Linked DNA regions of Hordeum vulgare: region 2 is linked to region 1. A link is a contact called in public Hi-C data. All regions are on one chromosome and are shown on one strand. The core of a region is the stretch at or near the end of the contact, and the rest is flanking DNA. Distances in the headings are between cores, read along the strand shown. Region 1 has its middle 11 kb from the start of LOC123448789. Region 2 has its middle 78 kb from the start of LOC123448791.

Region 1 (6,920 bases), core at 1,045-3,544:
GATGATATATTTTGCAAGTCATTAAAGTGCATGCCGCTAGGCTAAAAGAATTGAAGAAAGAAATTACTCCATTAAGTTCCGGGTGTCGGCAAGGTCCTGCAACCTTTAAACGAGTAAATTTTTACTCCGTTAAGTTTACTCGAATGTTTACTCAGTTTAGAGGATCGGCTATTAGTTTAAGTTAAGATTAGCCTTGTCTGATTTTAGAGTACATTTTTCTTACCAAATGACGGCGATATCCATTGTGTTGCCAGCCAGCCTAATAACATTAGATATTTAATTTGAAACAGTAGCCGTATCATTAGAATTTATCACACACCCTCGGCAGGCAAGACACAACAAACAGTACGTTAAACCGTAGCCCCTTTTGGGGTCATTTGGACGTAGTAGTCAAGCTATTTCAACTTGCAACTTTAAATAAATGAAACGTGGGGTGTAGAATGGTCAAATGTTGAATATACGTAGAATGATGCCACTAGAATCGATTTGACTTGAGAACAAAATTCCCTTGTTGGTCGACTCAAGACAAAAATGGAGCAACATCAGTTTGACTGCTCGGGGTAGTATCAAACATTGCCTCTGACGTCCGTGCATGCTTGAAAGTACAGAGAAGAAGTTAGAAGTTCTAGAATGTTTCCAATTGGCCGAGACCAGAAAATTAGGAGCACGGCAACAGTCGAAACTTTGTTAATTAGTGGGTTGGAGATCGATAGGGGTGGAGCGGGGTGACGGTTTGACCCAAAGGCCTTACCAATGGAGCATCGTCGTGGTCAAAGTCGACAGTGCATGCATACAACGAGTCACAAGAACTGACCGACGATTAACAATCACCCATTGCCGTTGGCAATAGCAGCAGTTTTGTGGAAGATTATCAGGGAGGAAAAGAAGGGGAATGGCTGAATCTGCTGGCGCTAGTGCCGTGTGATCTTGAACGGCCATCATATTAGCTAGTTCTTTCGTAGGAATATATATATATGGACGGTGATGGCATTATACATCACCATTCCAATAATCACGAGCACTAGCTCTGGTAGCCGGCCGGTGTTCCTGGATCGAACGAAATGCGACCCCCTCATTCCGTTTATGCGTATAATTACAAACAGTTGGGATCACTACTAATCCATCCATCCATCTATCCAGATATTTCGCACTTCACCTCACTAACAGTTGTTACCCGGCAGATACACATATATACACGGATATGCTTGCCCTCTTTATGGGGCCCCGCACGCGACATGTAAAAAATATCTGGAGAGGTGTACAGTAGGAATACGGGCGAGTGAACACTCACGAGGTCTGCTACTTATCGGCGACACTGGGTTGCCGTCATTCGTGACACAGGGATCCATCCATCACTAGTGCTGGAGGCTGGAGACGCCATTCCAATCCAAGCCAAGCAGATGAAACAGGGGACCTATCTATGGATTCTACCTACTCAAAAGCGGGGCACCGATCCAATGGACCAATCCGCATAAAGAGGGATAGGAATAAGCATCGGAGGAAAGCAGGGGACGCAGAAAGATCGAGGAAGATCCAATGATACATGGCACTAGCCACATTGGCATTGGCAATAGCATTGGCATTGCATGCATGTCCGGAATGACAGCAACAGGGTGAGCCCTGGCTTGGAGGCTAGCTAGCCCGGGTCGACTTGCGCATCGGCCCACTCGGATAAGGCGTACGGCAGTGTGTCTCCTTCCTAGCTTCGTAGCCAGCTTGGTGGTAGCCGCTGTCGTCCAGCTCTCTCTCTCTCACACACACACACAAACACACAGAGAGAGAGAGAGAGAGAGAAAGCGTTTGGCCTCCTGTGCCTGCCTGCCCCCTGCCGGCTGCTCCAGTGCACGTACGCATCACGCATTCCGCACGCACACCCGCTTTCCGGGGCAAAAAGGCTTCTCCTTGCCCATATCTTCCTGCCTGCACCACCACTATCGACCGATCACTGTGCCTGCCTGGGCGTGGCGGCAGCTATCACAACGACCAGTGTTGAGCAAGCTGCTATATGTTCCACGTTCACAAAGAATGAAGGAAAAACAAGCTACCTACGCCGGCTGCTACGCTCCGCTGATGTTCAGTTACAAGTATGTTTATCTGGCTACCTAGCTAGCTAGCCAGCTGCCTACGGCAACATGCCGCTTAATTTGGGTCTGTAATGGCAGGGTCTGGGACAGGAGGAGGAACGCACGCACGCAGCGGCCGGGCGGGCACCGCGTTCTGCGCTTGCTCCATCGTGTCACTCTCGTGCGCCCTGCACTATGCGATCGAGCGAGCACTAGCCCATAGCGCGCGGTTGCAAGTTGGACGCGCGACGTGCGTGCACTCACACGTACCTACACCCTAGTATCCACCCCCGTAGCCTTAGCCTGGGCCGTGTTGCGCGACGTCTCGTACGCCGCTGCTGCCCCGCACCGCCACGGCAGACGTGTTGCGCAGCCACTGGTTGCACCTTCTGCCCGCCCGGCTCCATCCATCGTCAAAAGTCAACTAGTAGAGCAGCTCTCTTTTTTCCACTTATTTTAGCTTAAAGTTTCTTGGCACTTATTTTAGATCAGAGAGAGTAACATGTTAATTATTGCGGTTGTTTGTTTCTTAGGTTTTAATATATTCTTGCAGCGTCTTTTTTCACTTGTACTTTCTCTCTATCTAAGTACTTATTGTTTGAGAACACTAATACAGGTATCCCAATTATAAGTATTGTGGTACATATGAAGTATATTATATTGGGCTGTTGCATGTTGTTCAGGACTGTATTTGTTCTAACAGGTCATTTCGGTTGTTTGTTTTGATCGGTTTTATCTGCGTTGCCTTAGGTGTTAATATATTCTTGTAGTCTCTTTTTCACTTATATATCGGAAATTTCTTTTGGCTCTCGAGCTTCATGGAGGCCTTTAAATTCAAACTTTAAATTTCACAAAAATTCGTATTTTAAAAATTCAAAAAAAAACTGAAAAAATACATAGATAGATGAAGGTGTAATACACAAATATGTAAATTTTTAGAATAAAATACGTTAAAATGAGGGTTATGTAAAAAAAGACAAATCTGAAACTTTTTAACACATGTTATTATTCATCATTTCAGACCATGAATTTGTCTTTTTTATACAGGTCGTGTTTCAAAGTATTTCGACCTGATATTTTACACACACACGGATCACATCCTTGTTTAGTTTTATATTTTCTTTTCAGATTTTTTGGAACTAAAATTTTTGAATTTTGATTTTTTCAAAAAATTCGGCCTTCATGAAGGCCGAGCTCCAAAACGCCATTCTCCTTATATATCATATATTGGGGTGGTGCATGTTATTCAAGACTGTATTTGTTCTCAGTGGTGAGTGGAGTTATTTCGGTTGTTTGTTTTGATCGGTTTTATCTGCGTTGCCTTAGGTGTTAATATATTCTTGCAGTCTCTTTTTCACTTATATATCGGAAATTTCTGTTGGCTCCCGAGCTTGATGGAGGCCTTTAAATTTCGTGAAAATTCATATTTTAAAAATTCAAAAAAAACTGAAAAAAAATACTTAGATAGATGAAGGTATAATACACAAATATGTAGAATTTTAGAACAAAATACGTTGAAATGAGGCCTGTGCAAAAAAGACAAATCTAAAACTTTTTAACACATGTTACTATTCATCATTTCAGACCATGAATTTGTCTTTTTTGTACAGGTCGTGTTTCAAAGTATTTCGACCTGAAATTTTACACACACACGGATCACATCCTTGTTTAGTTTTATATTTTCTTTTTAGATTTTTTTGGAACTAAATTTTTTGAATTTTGATTTTTTCAAAAAATTTGGCCTTCATGAAGGCCGAGCTCCAAAACGCCATTCTCCTTATATATCATATATATGGGTGATGCATGTTATTCAAGACTGTATTTGTTCTCAGAGATGAGTGGAGTTATTCGGTGTGTGAATGTGGTGTTCTTATTTGTTTCGACATTACTGTTAGTCGGTAGTGGTCGTACAAGCAAAATTCATGGAATTATTGATATAACGCTCATATGGGCCAACCCATGAAGCCCCCGCTCGTTAAGCTCGGCTCCCTGTTCCGCTTGTTCGCTTAGCTCTTTTTTCTACTCGCTTCACATAAAAAAATCTCATGTCTTCTTTATTGAAAATGTTTGTTAAATAAAAATACATTCACGGATTTAAAAAAAATTAAAATGTTAAAATGTTTATGAACTTTAAAATTGTTCATGAATTTGAAAAACCAATATTCATGATTTCTAAAAATGTTACTATTTTTAAATGTTCGTCAATTAAAAATTCGAAAAAAAATGAAACAAAATAAAAATGAGGATGAAATAAAAAACCAATAGGAAAACGAAAAAAATATCAAACCAGTAGACGAAAGACATAGAAAAATAGACAAAAACATCTAGAAACTTCTCAGAACCGGGAAAACCTTAGGGTCCATTTTAAATGTTCATGAAAAAATATATATTGTATTGCGTTATTCTCAAGCAGCGATACACCCCTTAAATGCGGAGGCCAAAATGACCCCACAGCCCCAAGGCACATAGAGACTCCAAATCTAGAAAGCTTAGTATCTTAACTAGAGGCTTACGCGCGTTTCCCCATGGTGTTCTTCACTCATGGGATTAATTCTTTTTTCTCTAGCAGGTTATTGCAGTCACTTGTTTTGTTTTGATATTATATGCATCAGTTTGGGTTTTAAATATGTCATAGTGGTTTCTTTTATTCGCATATTGTATTTGGTTGTTGTTCGAGACACATTTGTACTGAGAATAGAGTAGAGTTGTTGAATGTGTGGTTGTGTTTTCCTTGCACGATTTAGCCTCGATGTCAGCTGGTGATGGTTGTGTGAGCCTCTTAGAAAATTCTAGTCCATGCTAAAACTGTGAAATTGTTGCTATAAACGCTCACAAGGGTTGGACCATGAAGCTCTCATTGGCTCACCTGGCTCCCTGCTACGCTCGCACGCTTAATTTATTTTTTTCCTGCTAACTCCACCACTAGCTCCGGAAAAAAACCTATCACTTTTATTTGAATTTTTTCACTAAATCAAAAGGTTCTCATTAAATTTTTTTTAAAACTTGGATTTTAAAACATGTTCCAAATTACAAAAACTATGATTTTTATAAAACAATTGCAAATTCAAAAAATTTATGGATTTCAAACAACGTTCGTGAAATTTGAAAAAGATACACAAATATGAAATGATCGTAGATTTCAAAAATATACAAAAAAATTGAAAAATTCATGGATTCTAATTCCTAATGAATTTTAATAAATAATAATTAATGCAAAGGTGAAAAAATAAAATTAAATTAAAATAGAAGAAAAAGGAACATGGAAAATAAAATTTAAAAAAATTAAAGACCAAAAGAAAACTATTAAATGAATAGAGAAAATACACACACAAAACAGGCAATGTCATTCTAGAACCTTCTCAAAACCAGAAAAAACGGTCAGCGTATTACAACTATGCAGATTATTTTAGGATACCACTACGTAGGTGTGCTTTATTCTCAACCGGGACACATACCCTTACAAGCAGAACACATAAACCCTCACAACCCATGATACACATGGAGGCTCCAGATAAAAGGAGTTTAGCACCCCCTCCTTTTCTTTTTGGAAATGTTAAAAATATAGCTTCTGATTTATTTAGCCACAGCAAATCGGACATTTTTTACAACAAATTATAACATATATTTTTAACCGTAGCAAATCGAAAAGATTTGATGTTAGAAATCTGACGTCATATTCCTTTAGCAAGCATGGCAAAATCTGGCCAAAAACTTGGTCCATTCTTGCTACAGAAATTGACATCCTCGCACCAACATAATTTGCCATTATGGACGTTCGATTTGCTATGCTGAAAAGTCTGACATTTAATTTATAGCGGAATCGATTAAGTTTATATGCAAAATATTGACATTGACATTGTGAAATCATTATTATTAAATGCATTGTGAAAGTAATTTTCATATTATATTACTCTAGTATTTTTTACGTTGATATTGTTTCATATAAATTGGATCGAATTTTACTTCAAAGTCAAACAAACAAATCTTATATACAAGAGTAAAAATGAAGATAGGAGTACCTTAATAGATTCCATAGGAGCGAGAGTTAGCACATATACAATGATACTATCTTAGGTATGTCACATAGGATAAATGCTGAGATGGAGGAGAAAGAATTCATAAAAAAGTCTTGTCTTCTTTTATTTGAGAAATCATTTTTTAACATAATATGTCTCATCATGTTTTTAGGAAGGAATCATCAGTTATTGTCAATAATGTTAAGAGATATAACCTATTGTAGACATTATCTTCAAATTACATACAAGTCTTAAAATAAAACTGTTTTATCAACGGTACATGCCCTTAGATAGAAAGGTCGAGCTAGGCGCCAGCTGCAAAGCTGCTTGCCGCCGCTGCTCTCCATGTGCCGTAGCTCTCACGACGTACGTACATATATAGTCTTCGTCGTCGTCGCCGCCGCAGTCATCGTCGTGGTGGTGATCACCAATCTATCTACATGTCCCTGTCCGTCCATATATCCGCCTGCACTGCTGTACACAGTAACGTAGGTGTGTGGCTCGCATACCACCAGCAATGATACGGCCGGTAAGATATGGCCGGGAATTGACCTGCGCCGGCGGCCGCGATCGTGGTGTTCAACTCCGATCCGGCCGATAAAATGTATGTGGCAGCGCGTCGTATGTGTACATCTACCTGTGTATCGGTTAGTGGGGGCAGAAAGCCATGGACGGCGACGGATCCATGGCCACTCGCGCTGCGCCCGATCGACCAGTGCGTATGCTGTTTGACATTCGAGTTCAAAAGGGTGACAGCAACCAAAAAGAATTCCTCGCAGCTCAGGGCCGGACTCTTTACGTGTTCTCTTTCCTTTACATTAGTCTCACCACATACCTGTCC
Region 2 (7,612 bases), core at 4,059-6,558, 750 kb before region 1:
TTGTGTAAAACTTCATAAGTCACTCTATGACTAGAAATAGTCGTGAATCATATGGTACTACCGACTAGACGAGTTCCTTCTTCAGAGGATTACTCAAAGGATGATGATTGTTCATGTGTTAATAAAGGAATCCCAATATTTTATTTATTTACATCACCTGAGTGTATATCGTTGATTTCATCATCAATGTCTCTACAAGACATAAACATACAAAAAATCATCTCAAGACGGAAAATTTGGATTCAACCAAATTTAGCTTAAGCTTACAACTTGAGCATTCTCTCAAGAATACATATCAGTCTACATATATCCAAAACATATACGAGAAGTTCAGTGTGGATATATCATAACAACAAAATACATGTATGGTCGTACTACCTTTGATAAGGTACATACCTAGGGTTGATAATGAAGTGACATAAAGACCTGAAGTTCTATATCTCACTAATGTCAAAGCACTCATATGATTGCAAACTATGTCAGGCCTGACACCATATTTGCTATGTTTGTTCAGAGTGCAACCCCCAACAAAAGGTACATGCTTGATATATGGAATATCATCTTATATCTTAAGCTCAGAATAAATATTGGACAATTCCATCAAGAAATACAAGATATGACCACGATATGATATGATGATATTGGCTCTTTATTTGATCCCAATGATGCCATATCAATGACTGAATTTGTTGGAATAGCCTTCATATGGAAGTCATCTAAATGGACTTTAATGGTTATTCCGACTTATCATTATGACATAATTGCTTTATCTAAAAGCATTGCAAAATATGCATGGCTTGGCAGAATTATTAACCACACTCAAAATCATGTGGTTGAGATTCATCAGAATCACATTATTTGATTTATAAAGCTACTTCCACTTGTGTTACTCAATACCAACAGGTTATATGAAGAGCAATATCATAAATCACATTGCTCGAAAACTATTTATCCTCATGGATTATAGAAAAGTGAGGAAATAATTTGCAAACAAAATCATGTGAAAATCCAACAGATTATACACAATCTTATGTTCATGTCAATGAAATTGGTATGAGACATCCACCATATTTGCAAAGTTCAGGGGGAGTAATCTCCCAAACTATAACCTATTAACAATCATCAGATTGCATATATTGTACTTTTTTTCCCTTGATGAGTTTTCCCCTAATGGTTTCTCATAAAAGGTTTTTAACGAGACAATATAATCACAAGTGTTTGTATATGCCATATCATTTTTCCTTATATTTTTCCCACTGGGTTTTAAAGGAGTTTTCAATGGCATGTCAAATGCACTCTTTTCCCTTATGAGTTTTTCTCTCAAAAGTTTCTCATAATGGTTTTTAATGAGGAAATATCTTATCAAAGATCATATGTCATACTTTCTATTTTCCCTATTGGGGTTTTAAAGGAAGTACTCAAGACATATCAATTGTTCTCTAAACTCACCAATGAGTTTTCTCCTTCTTTAAAGGTTTTTCTCATATGAGGTATCAAGAGACAATAATCATTATATGTTGCATTATTTTCTCCTTATTATTTTTCCCACTGGGTTTAAAGGAGTTTTAGCAACATATTCTGCACAATTCTCCTCATATTTTTCCCACAAGGTTTTTGGAGGAGACTTTCAAGAATATTCAAAGAATTTATGAAGATGATGCATATACTCAAGAAGAGGCGTTGTACAAGGGGGGTGTTAAGAATAGATTAGTTGCTTATTAATTAAGCTGATTAGGATTAAGTTAATTCTTAGATAGGTTACTTAGTCCTCAAGCAACCATGCATTTCCTTGACTCTCAAGGAAACTAATGTAATAACTTGGCCCTTAAGTAACTTCATCTTACTTGACTCCCAAGCAATATGTGTACTTCCGCCCGGGTATAAATACCCCATTGTTATCATCAATAAAGACTAATGAATCATCTTTTATTCATCTCTCTTGTTCTTTATTTTCTATTTAAAACAACCCGAAAGACAAGCCTGACACCGGTGTGAAGACTAGATAGAAAATGGAGACTATGAGCACGAGGGTCTTGCGCGAGTCCAGCGGACGCGGTTGACCCGTATGAACCTGCGGCCTAGCATCACTGCATGGCTCCTCCGAGGTAGCCCCACTCGGGCGCTTGCCTCTTGACTCTCGCACCGCAGCGCGTCGTCCGCCTCGTTCGTGCTCGCCAGCCCATGGTATCTACTACACGAGAGAACGGCGTCGGTTGGGAAGGATCCTCTGCTACGCTCGATCGAGCTGCCACGTAACTCCTAGCCCCGCTACCGTCCCATCGATGTTCGGACGTGTCCGCTTTGACTCATTTTTTCTTTTCGAAACAATCGGAGCCCTCATTTTCCGTCTTTACTTTCTCTTTTCCTGCATGCAACATTTTGTCGACTACATGCCGATGTAGATGCTCTGAGGCATAAAATCATATGGCTGTACATGCTCTGAGACATAAAATCAAACGGTTGATGTACGTTGGATCGTACGGCTACATGCAGACCGGTCTAAATTTAGACCAATCTACCGACCCATAGAACCGCCCTTTTTATTAAGTTATCGCGTGCCCCCTAAAGCTGAAGGGTCTGATGCGATGAAGCACGCAACGTGCAAGGCAACAACAGAAAGGAACGACTATGTTGAGATGAGAATGCAACCAAACACACCCTTAAGGGATCGAATTAGGTGTACGTGGTTGTAGATGCTCTTACGTGATCATATTCTTTCCACACCCCCTTCCCTGAAGCATACAACAGCCGTGCAGCACGGACGTCGTCTCCTACCGCAGCTCGTCACGGGAACCAAAAAAGGTGTCATTCATGGTGTTCCCGTTCAAGACGGCAGGGGCGTCCGTCGTCTCCGGCCACGGTGCTCGTTGAAGAACCACCCCCCATCATCGATTTCAGTTGGAGATCTCGTCGACGACCCCTTGATCGAAACTTCCCCCTCGACCAGCTGCAACTCCGTCGTTGATGCTCCATGGTTGCAGCGCTATTGTGCGCCGCCCCCAGCCCTTACCGTCGACGCGCGAGTTTCTGCGAACAATGACCACCAGCATAATGTAAAATGGGATGTAGCAAAAGAAAACATCGGTCATCGCAAAACCAAAGGCGAGTGTAGCAAAAACCATCGCCGTTGTTGTCTCGCCCACAACTCTGTCATGAATGGATGTAGCAAATCATCCCGCCGATCGTAACAAAAAGAGACTACGGTTGTAGCACAATTATCATCGCCCACCGTCATAGGTCACAATCCTACGGTGAAGGACGTAGCAAAAAAAACAATGGACTTAGCAAAAACCGAGGACAGTTGCAGCAAAAGTGAAGGGATGGATGTAGCAAAAAGAACCCTGGCCGGGTGTAGCGATAAAAATTCTCTTCAGTTTGGTTGCAGCTTTTTTCATCTAGCGCTAGAGCATTCCTTGACAATGGTTGAAGCTTTTCCTGGTTGACAGTTTCGGATGAAGCTTTCTTTATAGCCGGTTGAAGCTTTTCTATTTGGGGTTTGAAACTATTTTGTCACCAGTTACAGCAAAAAAAAGGATACATTTGTTCAAGCATTGCCTCCGTCGGGTCGTACATCAATGCTCGCCGTCGATGCACTCCCCGTCGATCGTCATTGCAACATGCGTCCCAATCGCCATTGCAGCTCATGTCTGCCGGAGGTGCCTTGGAGCGGGAGGAAGGAGGCCTTGGCTATGGTCGTTTTATCCGCCCACGGTGACTCCCATAGCAGCAGGTGGCAACAATTGTTCTCGAGCAACAGGCGGCCGGCGATTGGTCTCCAGCGGTAGCCCCTGGTTTCATGGAGGTCGAGGGGAGGTGGGGAACAATGAAAAAAGGGAATGGATAAGAGAAGGAGAGGTTGAGGAAGAAGATAAGACAGAGGAAAAATATCTAAACGTGGGGTGTGAAAACGAGTTGTGTGGCGTACGATATGAAGGGATCAAACGGTGCGCGAGCCGTCTACAAGCATTTTCCCAATAAAAATGACGACTACCTTTTTGGATCACTACCGTATAAGCACATTTTACCATAAACTTCTCATGATATTAATATGCACGGTATTTTTGGAAGTGATCTTAGAGCACCTACAGCCAAACCCCTTATATCTATTTCACACGTCCGGATAGGCCGTTCTTTCACTGACCGATCACAAAAATTGACCCAGGCGGACCCCTCAAACATACCTTAAACATCCGGACTGACTAGCACCCCTCGTATCCACCCAAATATGAGACAAATAAGGGGGGCGGCTCAGCGTGCCATGGCACACCCTCCACGTCTGCTTGATGATGGAGCCTCACACGGACTCGTCCGAAAACCCGACGATCCAACGGACGTGTTGACTGTCGCCGTGGTGCGAACGTCGCGTGGCGTCGCTCTGGCTCATCGTCCAAGGCCATAGCTGGGTATTTAAGCCGTCCGACGTCCCCCAACTCTAGAATATCCATCTCCTGCCTCCCTCCGTCGCCACCCGAGCCCGTCCGCCTCCTCTCCCCGCTCCCTCACGCTCTCCAGCGTCAGTATGGTCCACCGTAGAATCACCACGTACGCCATGCTCATGCCGGAACGCCGGATGCAGATCGTGGCAGACATCCAGGCTCGACGCGCCGCCTATATCGTTGCGGGTCTACCTCCAGACTCGTTGAAGCCGGAGGAAGAGGAGGAGAAGGAGGAGCTGTCGGAGCCGATGATGGTGGACAATGAGGATGCCGTCTAACCACAGGCTTATCCGACAGAGGTAGGCTGAGGTTGACGCAATGACGCCCTCCTCAAGGAGCTCGATGCGAAAATAGTGGCGTAGGTGGCCGCAACGGAAAAGCTGGAGGCGTCGAAGGGGACGGAGCTGTACGTGCCGCATATTTATCCGTCGGAGGGAGAGGAGCTGCGGCTGTCGTCCATGTATCCGTCGGATGGCACGAAGTTCGTTGAAATCTCCGATGAAATTAATAGTTAGGTTTCTACGTAATACATAGCTTTTATTAGTTTGCATGTTTTTTTATGAATTTAAGAATCTAATATGAGACGTTCAATGCAGTTCTGTTTATTTAAGACGTATCCGGTCATATTCTATGTGGACGTCCCTAAATGCGTCCGTGGATATTTAAGACGTATTTTTTGCTCATCGTGGTTGTAGATGCTCCTAACATGTGAGTTATGTGTACCAAAAAAGTGAAGTGGCTGTGCTGTCCCAACAATCCCAGCGAGTCAACCGGTTGTACCATGTCGCTCAAACATTTCCATGTTGGCTGACCCCAGAAACATGTGTACCACGTCTACACTGGTGATAGCTCAGTTTCTCGAGAACATGTGCCGTCCGATGCTTCCTCGTTTACACTTGACAACACGTCTCTTTCTCATACAGTCGTACTTGGGCGCTGATAATTGGAACCGGTACCAGCAAACACTCGTACTAGCTCTATATGTACGCCGTAGAGGCGGAGGCAATGTGTATACAGTAGTCATTTCATAGGGCACATAGAGCTAGCACTTGGCCGTCCCTACCTATTTATTGTCATCCAGATCTTGATGGAGTGCATATATGTGTGAATGGCTAGTTGGATGAACACGCAACCAAAGCTTTCACATTTGCTTGTTCGTTTTGTGGATACACTAACACTCGAATTTGTTAGGATCTAATTAATCCTATTAATTCTGTTTTTTAGCCGAGATGGTTGCCTCATATCCCTTCGGTCGCGTCCCTTTGAAGACTATATTGTAACAACCCTATTTTTAATATTAGTTGTGCTTGTATTCATGCATTGCATTTTTATTTTCTTTTGAAATTGAAATGAGGAAGTGATAAAGCCTCAGGAACCATTTTTTGTCAAATAAGCAATATAAAAAAATTGCTTCAAATGATCTAGGAAAATGTCCCTGGTTTTCTAATAAAATATCGAAATGATGTAAAAATGTCAACCAATATATTTGAATCACGGAAACACTTATTTTGGACTTTTGAATTAAACAAACAATTATTTGAAATAGAATTATATTTACTATATATATAATATAGTTCCATATATTCTCAAAATAATTTTGTGGCACTAGAAATTTTCATTTGGACCACATAGTTATTTTTGGGATTTTATTAAATGGCTAGATAATTTATTTAAAGCCAGAAACAAATGTCAGAAAAAAAGAAAAAAAAGAAAATAGAAAAAAGGAAGAAGAGCCCAGCTGGCCAACTTACCTGACCGGCCCAGCTGGCCCATTGCCAGTCACCCCCCACCTCCTCTCGCCACGAGGACACGAGAGCGTGTTTGCCGCGCGTTGGCATGCACCGTGCCACCTCCTGCTTTGTCGTGGCTCGACCCCGCCTTCTAGCGACGCCATGGACGCCCCTAGTGCCCCCTCTCCCTTATCCCCCTCGCATCCTCTTCCTTCCCTCCTCTGTCTCTCTCGTTGGACCGAAAGCCGCATTCGTCATCGTCGAACACCATCATGGCCACCGACCACTTCTCGCACCCCCCCCCCCCCCGATCTGCCCAACGCGTCTGTCCTCTCGAGCTGTTCATTCCGGCCAAAGGAATCGAAGGCAGAGGCTCCTCATCGCCGTTGCCGTCGTCGATTCCAACTCCGGCCACTGGAGCTCATTGAGCTCAATTAGCCGGCTAGGGAGCTCCTGCAACCTCGCCATCACCATCATCGAGCCCCTCGTGAGCCTACACTTAATTTCCCCCTTTCACCGTTGGCCACGCCCCTACCGCTAGTGCCGCCGTGGCCGAGCTCCGGCTGTCGCCATGACCTCGCTGCCGACGAGCTCCGGCGGCCCCTCGACCGACCGCCACCTCCTCCGGATGCGGGCGAGCCTGGGCTGCATCCCAGTGCTCTCGGCGCTCCAATCCGTGCAATGTAGCCCGAATCCGAGCAACTCCAGCAAAGCACCGTCGCGTGAAGTGGTCGCCGACGGCTAACCGTCGGCGCGTCTAACGTGGCACCGCCATTAGCAGCTAATGACCCCTCTAATTAACCCCTAGGGCCACTGACGTATGGGTCCGAGCCCTCACTAATTATAGGATTAGTTTAAAGTTAGTTTAGATAATTAACAGAGTCACTGACATGCGGGTACCATCGGCCAGGTTTGACCTGAACCGGCCCGGTTGACCTGCTCATGCCAGCATGACGTCACGCTGACGCAATAAATTAATTTTTGAAATAAATCAAATCAGGAAATTCTGGAATATTGTATAAACTTAAAAAATTCATAGAAAATAATCTATAGCTACGAATGAAATAAATTATATATGAAAATATCAAAAAATCCAAGGAATATGATGGTATCATTTTCATGCATGTTTGATCAACTTATAACCACTTTTTAGGTCAATTTCATTAAAGGCATTTAAATGTTCGTATGTGAAGTTTAGAACTGATCTATATGGATGAAATAACTTCCATTTAATTTGTGGTCAGTTGCATTAGTTCAAACCAGCATCATATTATCATGCCATGCTCATGCATCATTGTAAAGCATTTGCCGTCCGTAAATTGTTCCTTGTTTGATCTTGTCGATAGATCTGCGAGTTATAGTTATTGACGACATCAAAGAACAACTGAGTTCTTCTGATCAACAGGCAAGCAACCCCCCCTTGAGCACTCCGATACAATCCCATTC

What was found. Hi-C and Micro-C count contacts between places; a contact is called where the count stands out from the background.
Region 2: a contact with region 1 is called in a Hi-C map of seedling, with 2.5 times the contacts expected there. The contact joins two enhancer-like sites. A contact is called at or near these places in 2 of 6 Hi-C or Micro-C datasets (leaf and seedling).

Annotation. Positions count from the first base shown.
Region 1 is chr4H:417,306,690-417,313,609 of MorexV3_pseudomolecules_assembly, reverse strand. No RefSeq gene overlaps it. Among protein-coding and RNA genes, the nearest start is that of LOC123448789, 11 kb to the right of the region's middle. Within about 2 kb of position 2,294, at least 3 of the 3 cell types and tissues checked have open chromatin away from gene starts, as enhancers often do. A contact at or near this core is called in leaf and seedling, where this site is marked.
Region 2 is chr4H:418,058,042-418,065,653 of MorexV3_pseudomolecules_assembly, reverse strand. No RefSeq gene overlaps it. Among protein-coding and RNA genes, the nearest start is that of LOC123448791, 78 kb to the right of the region's middle. Within about 2 kb of position 5,308, at least 2 of the 3 cell types and tissues checked have open chromatin away from gene starts, as enhancers often do. A contact at or near this core is called in leaf and seedling, where this site is marked.